Regions from separate parts of the Triticum aestivum genome. Here region 2 is linked to region 1. The links are chromatin contacts, called in public Hi-C maps. All regions are on one chromosome and are shown on one strand. Each heading gives the region's core, a stretch centred on a gene start, on an enhancer-like site or on the middle of the called end of the contact. The rest is flanking DNA. Distances are from core to core; before and after follow the strand shown. Region 1 holds the start of LOC123159018. Region 2 holds the start of LOC123161869 (alternative NAD(P)H-ubiquinone oxidoreductase C1, chloroplastic/mitochondrial).

The links. Hi-C and Micro-C count contacts between places; a contact is called where the count stands out from the background.
Region 2: a contact with region 1 is called in a Hi-C map of leaf, with 4 times the contacts expected there. The contact joins the promoter of LOC123161869 here to the promoter of LOC123159018 in region 1. A contact is called at or near these places in 3 of 5 Hi-C or Micro-C datasets (leaf and an unstated tissue) and 1 of 1 datasets of contacts at active chromatin or transcription factors (leaf).

The regions. Positions count from the first base shown.
Region 1 is chr7B:89,655,774-89,660,250 of IWGSC CS RefSeq v2.1, reverse strand. LOC123159018 reads right to left here and starts at 2,126. Exons shown (of 1, transcript XM_044576820.1): 1 at 1,387-2,126. The coding sequence starts at 2,057. The coding sequence ends at 1,683. It also overlaps the pseudogene LOC123157709.
Region 2 is chr7B:89,788,647-89,793,405 of IWGSC CS RefSeq v2.1, reverse strand. LOC123161869 (alternative NAD(P)H-ubiquinone oxidoreductase C1, chloroplastic/mitochondrial) reads left to right here and starts at 2,466. Exons shown (of 12, transcript XM_044579688.1): 1 at 2,466-2,715; 2 at 2,915-3,105; 3 at 3,662-3,757; 4 at 3,954-4,020; 5 at 4,125-4,305. The coding sequence starts at 2,628.

The DNA of each region.
Region 1 (4,477 bases), core at 877-3,376:
TAAATTGGTAAATGCTATATACGTGACAATATATATAAACTGCGCAAGAAAATGAAATGACAGCAGCAGTTGACAATATGAAGCAACATCAAAAGACGCCTAACTTTTCTGAATTGTTGACAGATCATGGCACCATCCTGTCATCATTTTCTGACCAAGGGTTAATTCATAGAGCATAGTAAGAACTAAGAAGTCTCTAGATGAAAAAGAAGCTGCACTGATAGAAATCCAAATGCTGTGTCAAAATCTGCTGCTTATATATGAAGTTAGTAAAGGGAGTAGAACAGATGCAAATGCTACAAATGGAAAAGGAAAATGAAGAAGCCAAATTATGTTATTTCTTTAACCCGAAAATTGTGCTGCTTCTCAGATGTGTCGAATGCACACTTCAAACTCATCTGAATTTGGAACCATGAGATGACCCATGCCCCGGCCAACAAAGCGCCTGGTAATTCAAATGGCAGATTAGGCCAGATGCACGAGCACGCCATCCACAAAAACAATGCAAACCAATGACTACATGTCGCAGAGGGGTACAAAATCCACGTGTTAATACTGGCTATGAGAGTGCAACACTCGAACATTCCAAGTGCACCTGATGACAATTCCAGCTTAGCATCAGTATTCCAAGTTGTCAACAGAGCAAGGCGATACTACCTTACGGTTCGGTGGTGTTGCTGTTTGCTCCCAAATCATGCAGCTTCTGCGGTATCTCATAGGATGCTTTCTGCTTCGGCTCTAGCGGCAGCTCCTTCCGCCTCTTCTCCTCTCTCGCAAACACCTTCTGTAGCTTCCTCACCTGATAACACCCAAAGCCAAATCCCAAACGGAGAAGGTCAGATAACTACTGATTCAGAACTGATGGTTTCCAGAAGCTCGACCGGCAAATGTGAATTGACCAAGCAGTGCCCAATTGCTCAAACCATGGCACAGCACTGCAAGATGGGTATGCAAAAAAATGCTCTCGATTTTTGCGAGCGCACTCGGCCATGGGAGCGGGGGATTTGAGGTTTGGGGAGCAACGAGCGGCGGTTAAGTGGTGGTAACCTCACTCGGCATGACGGTGACACGAACGAGCCACAACTCTCAAAACTTTTCTTGAGAAAGCTATCAGTGCTGTATTTCCCGGAGCTCTTTATGGCTTTCAGACATTAGACATCATCTGCGTTACACTTGGGGTGAGCAACTAATGCGCAGTTAAGTCTGGCATTCTTGTGGTGACCTTGAGTCAAGCAGGATCAGTCACCATCAGTCCATATAACTCCAGGTACACGTATGGCATTCAAATGCAGTCCACGAAATTTGAATGCAACTGGACACCTACGTGATTCTACTTTTGTTTCAGCATCACCATAGCCGGCTGTGGCATCTAATTCTTCAAGCATATAGAGAGCATCAACAACCAACTCAACAAAATTATTGATATATAGAGAAAAGTGCAAAATTAATCCATCCAAGTGCAGCACAATGTGGCGCGCTGTGAGTAGGTAACAAAATGTGGGTGGTTTCCGGTTCGATACAATCCGGCAGCCCCTTCCCGGCATTTCCACAAACACATGGCGTGCACGGCCATGGTTCAGAAGCATCTACACAAGGCAAGAACCGAGATCACAAAGAGTAAACAGGGACGAAGCCGTCGAAGAACAAGGCGCGCCGCCACGATCTGAACGGAGACGAGGGAGCTAGTGGTCGTCGGTGGCGGGGGCGGGGGCGGCGGCGGGGGTGGGAGGGTGAGCGGCGAAGATGCGTCGGAGGTGGGAGGCGAACGCGCCCGAGGGGTCGGCGCCGGCCTCGCGGTCGAGCTCGTCCCGAAGCTCGCGCATGCGGTGGGAGATGTGCTCCTGCTCGAGGCTGAGCTCGGCGGCGTCGTTGGCGAGGTCGCGGACGCGGTGCTTCTGGCTCAGGGACCGCAGGCTCATCATGAGGATGCCCGACATCAGCAGCAGCTGCACGAACCCGTCCTTCCGCTTCGCCGCGCTCGCCAGCAGCCCCAGCGCCCGGCGACCCCCCTGAGCCGCTCCCCCGCCGCCGCCGCCGGTGGTGGTTGTGCCCGCCATCCTCGCGCGTGCTCGTTCTTTCGTGTGGGCTTTCGGTGGATGGATCGTCGCGCGACGCTGGAGAGGGCAAGAAATGATTTCTGTTTTGTATATTAGCAGTCCAGTGGGCCGCGGACAGTAGGCCTTACCACTGTGATCCACAAACTAAGAGACCGAATAAGTCCCTTCTGGGCCTTCTGGCTCTTCGTCGCGGCGCTAAGAAGTTTCTGGGCCCTCGAATGCATTTAGGTGTCATATGTGTGGCACGAAGTAACACCGTTCAAACGTTTTTATAACTTTTCTTTTAGGGGAAAAAGTTGTCATTCTATTCAATGTTTAACGCCCCTTCAGAGATGATCTCCGAGCTAACACACTCGGGAGACACATGGAGCCAAGTTTTACATAAAGATTTAAAGCAACCCTCCCTAGCTAGGACGTGTGCGACATTATTTGCAAAGCGTCGCAACCAAGCAACCCTAAAGTCTGAAAATGATCCAAGTAACACTTTTATCTCCTCCACTAGTTGCCCGTTGGCCGAGAAGTCCTTCTCTTCATTCACGAGCTTTCTCTCCACCACTTGTGAGTTTATCTCGAGAATGATCCTCTGAACATATAGTTCATTCGCCAGCGGCAGAGCCCTCCGGCATGCCATCAGTTCCGCCACCTCTGCATCATGGGTAGAAGGAAAAAATTGCAACATCCCGCCATTATAACTAAGATTACAATAAAAAACAAAAAAAACTGAAACTTGCCATCCAAACAGAAAGTTGCCATGCTTCACAACTAAAGTTGTCATTAAAAAATGTATTCCTCCGTGAAACACGTGTGGCACTTATCAGGGAAAACCCTATTTGGCGCTTCAGGCGCCGGTTGCAGTTCAAATTGCAAATCGGAGCACACTACGCCTCAGATCTGGGCCGACCCATTCTATGACTCATAAAAAGGTGCGAATAGTGCGATCGCCCTGGATTGAACCAGCGATCTCTCCCTTCAGTGTCGACTACACTAACTACTACGCCACCTTGACGCTTCTAAATACCTACTTCTTTTTTTCACCTTTCTATGCAGAGAAAACACCCTCCCCCCTACGTTTTCCATTTTTTTTCTTTTCTATTTTTGTTTCCTTTTTTCTTTTCTTAAAATTCATGATTTGTTTTCAAATCAAACCTTTTTAAAAAAATTGATGATTTTTTTTGAAATTCGATTACCTTTTTTACGAAATCAACAACATTTTAATATTTTGGTTAACTTTTTTTAATAAATCGATGAACTTTTCTCTATTCGATGATTTTTTTTTCAAATCTAATGAACATTTTAAAATTTATGAGATTTTTTCTAAACACCATGAAAATTTTCAAAATTCATGAGATTTTTTTCAAATTTGATGAACTATTTAAAAAAATTAATTCAAAATTGATGAACTTTTTTGGAAGTCGACAAATTGTTTTCCAAAATTGATGAACTTTTTTTTCAAATTTGTTGAACTTTTTTAGTACCAATGATTTTTTTTCCATTTCCACAAACTTTTTCCAATTTGTATGAACATTCTTTTCAAATTCGTGGTTGTTTTCATTATTTTTTAGAATTCTTTTCCAAATTTATACTTTCTTTTCAAAATAATTTATACTAGGTATATAAGTTATCTAAAGCAGTCAAATAATACTAGTATTTCCTAGTGTGTAGTCAACGAAATGAGCTTGACCTGGTGTTTATGACCTGCAGCCATCAGCGCTCTGGTGGGTAGTTCAAATCCCACTAATCTTTTTTTTTTGAGAAACTAATTTTTCATGTGTTTGAGAACAGCTTGCTTGGATTCTTGGGCCGGCCCATCAGCGTGGCACGTGAGCGCTAAAGGCACCGTATAGGAGGTCCCATTCGCGAGCCACCGTAAGAGTCACTTGGGGTGGGCTGGGAGCGCGCCCCTCAGCCGCCGCTATGTATCGCGCTCTGGACGCTTCCTCTGATTTTTTTTTATATACGCATTTTCGATTTTTATATGATTTTTTTGGTTTTTATAGCTTTTCGGTTTTCCCTCGTTTTCAATTAGGATTTGGACCCAAAAATCAAAAATATATGAGGAATTTTTTTTATTTTCTTTTGTGAAAGGCACGGATTTACTTCCGCGAGAGGCACGGTCGTGGCTCTCGAAAAGGGAAAAAATGTATTATCTTTTTTCTCGCGAGAGGCACAATTTACTTCTCATGGAGGCATGGATTTGCTTCCGCGAGAGGCATCAGAATGGGGAAAGACAGTTTTTTTTTCTTTTTTCTTCCGTGAAAGGCACAAATTTACTTCTCATGGAGGCACAAAGTTGCTTACCGCAGAGGCACAATCGTGCCTCTTGGAAAAGGAAAAAAACATTTTTTTTTATTTTTTCTTTCCTTCCGTGAGAGGCACAAATTTACTTTTCATGGAGGCATGGATTTGCTTCCGCGAGAGTC
Region 2 (4,759 bases), core at 1,217-3,716, 130 kb before region 1:
AAAAAAAACTATACTTTTTTTAAACTTGTAAATAGCATTTCTGGTCTTATCCAAAATTTTGGCTGTAGGCAGACATCAAGGGTTTCTTCATATAGCATGGACAAGGATTTATTAGGCTTTACAATACTTGTTTTGTCTATACCATTATCTAGCTTGGTCATATTTATATTTGCAATTTTTAAATCTTGTAACAATACCTCTGTTCCTAAATGGTAGACATTTTGGTTGAGTGTATTAGGGACGTGCACCATATGATGCAAAGGTCACGCAAGTTTTCTTCTTTGTTAAAAAAGATTCAACACCCTGTCATATTTTTATCTGCCATATACTGCATTAATACACTTATACAGCATCGAGCTAGGATCTTGAATTAGCTCGGTGCTGGAAGTATTTTATATATTTTTTCATAGACATGAAAACCAACAACCAGCTCAGGGGTTGAGTTGAGATCAGCCGAAACATCGTTATTGTTGAAGCGAGAGTTTCTTCCACCCTCCAGGGCCGCACGCGCGTGCGGCTCCCCCAAACCCTAGCCTCCAACACCTTAGATCCCATCCCCCTGGCCGCTGCCGCCGCCGGCGCCGGCGGTGGCGGCCGCGCCTGGTCGGCGAAGGCGGCGGGCGCTGGCTGCGCCCTCTGGACGGCTCCCCTTCGCGCGGAGCGGGACGTCCCTGAGGCGGCCATGGTGGTGGTGGGCTTTCACGGCGGGGGACGCGGAGTGCGGCGGCGCGAGCAGATCCAGGGGCACAGCAGGATGGCAGAGGTAGGTGGAGCCCAGCTCTACTGGTGGCGGCGGCGTGAGCTCGGCCGTGGTGGTGGCGGCGCCGAGGAGGCCCTGCCAGGAAGGTATCTTGGCGGGCAGCGGGTGATCGGCCGGCCGCCGTGTGAGGAGCGTGCGGTGATGCCCCGGTGGAGTAGGCGCAGGAGTGTGAGTAGAGGCATGGGTCAGCTCCATGCTTGTGGTAGTCCCCTGGTGTGGGTGAAGGCCGACAATGCTGGATCTGGCCCTTGCACGACTTGGTGGATGCTGTGTTGGTCGCGTTCTCTCGGCAGTGAGGGTGGGAGAGAACCACGGCTGCGCACCCACCCTCGACGGCAATTTGCTGCGGTGGCGGCGGTGCGAGGCATCATGGACGGTATTGTCCAATACCTTGGAGGAGTGGAGTGACGCGGCATTACGGATGAAAATCTAGTCTGGTTTATGGTCGGGCCGGCGGCGATGGCACCCGTGGGTGTCATTCCCCTCCCTGGAGGCGTCGCCGAGTGTGTCGCCAAGTTCCTCACTTGCTTGGTATTGGCAGTTGTCTCCGGGCGAAAGCCTTGATTCGGACCTGAATCGACATGATGGCGGCGTCCTCGACGTCGTCTCTCTGTTGGGAGCATCGTGCTGGGAGACTTGGAGTTCCTATGTTGCGCTCCTCCGGTGTTCACCGTTGCCCTGATCGTTCTTCCCCGACGCAATGCACGGTCGTCGCCGGTGATTCCAAGACGGTGTCTTTCTCAGGTCGGATCGAGTCCCGCCATCCTCTTGCCACCTCCTCTTGGCTTTATGGGGGATGGTGCATTGATAAGGGAAGCTTGGAGGGAGCTGCTGTTCTTCGGAGGTGACCGCCGCCGGTCAAGACGCGGTGAGGTTTTTCGGTTTGGGTAGGCTCTTTTGCGTTGTTGTTGTGTTGTCGTGGGTGGCTGTCCTTGGACAAGCCAGGTGTGGAGTTTTGCTACGCTCGTTGTTCGCAGCAAGTGGTAGTGGCCTTGTAATTGATATTCTCTTCTTTTATAAAGCTATGGTATACAATTTGCGTACTCTCGAAAAAAAATTGTTGAAGCGAGATGATCTCTCAAATATTTCTTTTATGTCAACAGAAAGATCTATAATTCTATTTTCCTGCATCAACAAAAAGTTTTTTTTGCGGGGAACAAAAAGATTTTACTGAACAAATAAAGACAATGCGGTCGATTTTCTTGGACATGCTAAAAAAACACATCACTCTAAACCAGATAACGAAATAAAAATTACATGCAGCAGGTATTACTTGGTGCGAAAAGGGATTTTATAGTATTTTAAAAGTACCCTTTAGGATATTAAGCAAAGAAAAACCTTTATTAGACCCTTTTTTAGTGAAATCTGTTCTAGACCAAGAATGCTATTTTCTCTTTCAAAAACCACCTAGAAGGCCGAAAATCCATAGCGGATCATGAGCTCATATGCTCCAGGGCGAACATTGAATTCAAATAAAATAGTAAAGAAAATAAAAAAAGGACTGAAATTTTTGTAGAGATGAACAAGTTTTCTATCTGCGTGCAAATCCTAGAAGAATGCTTTATTTTTTAATTTTTTGAGGACGCTCCAGAGCACAAATCAGGCCCATCTTGCGCATTATGGGCCGCGCAGATTCCCAAGCCTGATCTTCAGCGGGTGGCTGCCAGCGGGCTCGGAGGCTCCGCGACGACGCGGCCGGCGGAGGAGCCGCAGCGCTACTACGACTGGTACGGGTACGCTGCCGGCTCTCGTCGTGTCGTGTCTCTCCGGAGACAACTCCTTTTGCTTCTCCCCCCCTATCGCCGGGAGCTAGGCTACGACCGCACGCGCGCCACGTCTCGCTCGCACCCGTCCCCCCTAGCCGCCGATGAGCTGCCGCGCGGCTCCATGGGGCCGCCCGTCGGCCCCCCGCGGCCGGCCCTTCCCCGCCTCGGCGCGCCTCCGCGGCCCGTTCGGTGAGGCCACAAGCTCCCCCAGCCCTCTTCCCGCGACTGCGGTTCTCTGATTTAAGCTCCATGCGGAGTACTGTGGCATACTCGAGCATGGTTTTGTGCGCTTTCCAGTTTTGCGGAATGGGGCGATTTGGAAAGTGGCGGATTCGTTGGGTGACATTTTGTTCTCAGGCTAACTGACTGCTCGTCTGGATCCTGACAGGGGGTACGAATTCGTGGAAGAATCCAGTCCTCAAAAACTCGTGGAGAATCGGTGATGTCCCGGCAATGTTTGGGCTGCCGTCTGGACTGTTCAGATGCATGGCTTCAAGTAGCTCCGGGGATGGTGGGTTCTCTCGTCCTCAATCAATTGATGAAGCACCGATTCCGCTGTACCCCTGGCCGGACAAGCAGGTATACTGGATTTTGATTACCCACATCCTTAAATCCATTGTTGTCTGATGATATATATTTTTTTCTGTTTGATTAGCACACTGGTAATACTATCAATGTGTATTTTACGGATCAAGTCCTCTACAGCTGTTTTAGCACTGACTTGTGTATGTAGAGTTTGCAGTTTTGTGCTAACTTAGTCCCAGTGAACACACTTTGGTTTGGCACACTTCATTCAGATATATATACCCAAATAGATCTTATGTTTAATAGAACACTTGAGTAACTCAGTATTGTTTTGATATATGGCAACTCTAGAGTTTAACTGCTTGATGGGGACTCGTTATTCATATGCACGGATTTTATTTTTTGAGGAATTGTGTGCCCTTATGTTTTTTCTAGACCAGGGTGTCCTTAAGTTTTGCTTCTGGAGTTCATGTCCGTCCATGCATTTTGTCTGTATGTAGGGTAACTTGTGAGTATTATTGTTCAGCGGAAAGTTTGGCATGCTTCTGCTAAAGCCTTATGCCCTTATGTCCCATTTACAGATTTACTGAATGTGTTCTCTTGTTTTCAGCGGCCACGAGTATGCATTTTGGGTGGTGGATTTGGTGGGCTGTATACTGCTCTGAGACTAGAATCTCTTGTATGGCCTGGTAATAACAAGCCTCAGGTAAAATGATGATGCTCCTTGTGCTAGAAACTTATAGATTTGCCTGGTGCTATCCCATTCTACATCGAAGTAGCGTGGGTTGGTGGTATTTGTAGTTTGACACTTTTTCTCAGTCCCCATATCCTGCAATCCAATCATTTGTGTTTTCTAAAGAAATGATGTAACATTTTACTAAGAAGGGGGAAAAATGTTGCAGGTGATGCTGGTTGATCAATCTGAAAGATTTGTATTTAAGCCCATGTTGTATGAGCTCTTATCAGGAGGTACTGCAATTTCAAGTGTAAAATGCTTTTGCTGGTAATATTATATATGGTGTGTTTTCACATTATTTCATGTTTTGACTGTTGGACTTTAATTTGGATGCCAGAGGTGGATGTCTGGGAAATAGCTCCGTATTTTACAGAGCTACTGAAGAACACTAGTGTTCAATTTGTGAAGGATAGTGTAAAGCTTCTTCGCCCTTCTGATCACTTAAGAAGAGAGCCTGGAGTATCATGCACTGGTGGAGTTGTTCATCTTGAAAGTGGCACCGTTGTTGAATATGATTGGTACGATGATATTAAATGCCATGGAATTGCAATAGCTGTCGTGTTTAGGCTTTTTGAAAAAAAAACAAATTTAAGAATTATATTTATCTTGACAGTGTTTCTTCTTTATGAATTATTTTAAACATGGGGCTGATTGTTCTATGCTGCTAAAAGGTTTTGAAACTTCGAACACATTGTGTGTCTTACTGACATGTAGATCTGGTCCCACCTTTTCAACCTCACAAGTGACAATGCAACTGCGCATACAAATTTCTTGGAATTGCCTCTTCGTACATAATACCTGATTGTCATTTGACGCCCTTTCCTTACATCAGCCTGTTCCTGAATCCAATATGAATCAAAATTTCTCATGTAGCTGTACAGCCCACGATTCATCTTCTGTCAATACTCTGTATCAGGGAACTTTAGCAATAATGCAATATTAATCTGTATAATACAAGTACTTTCTTTAGAT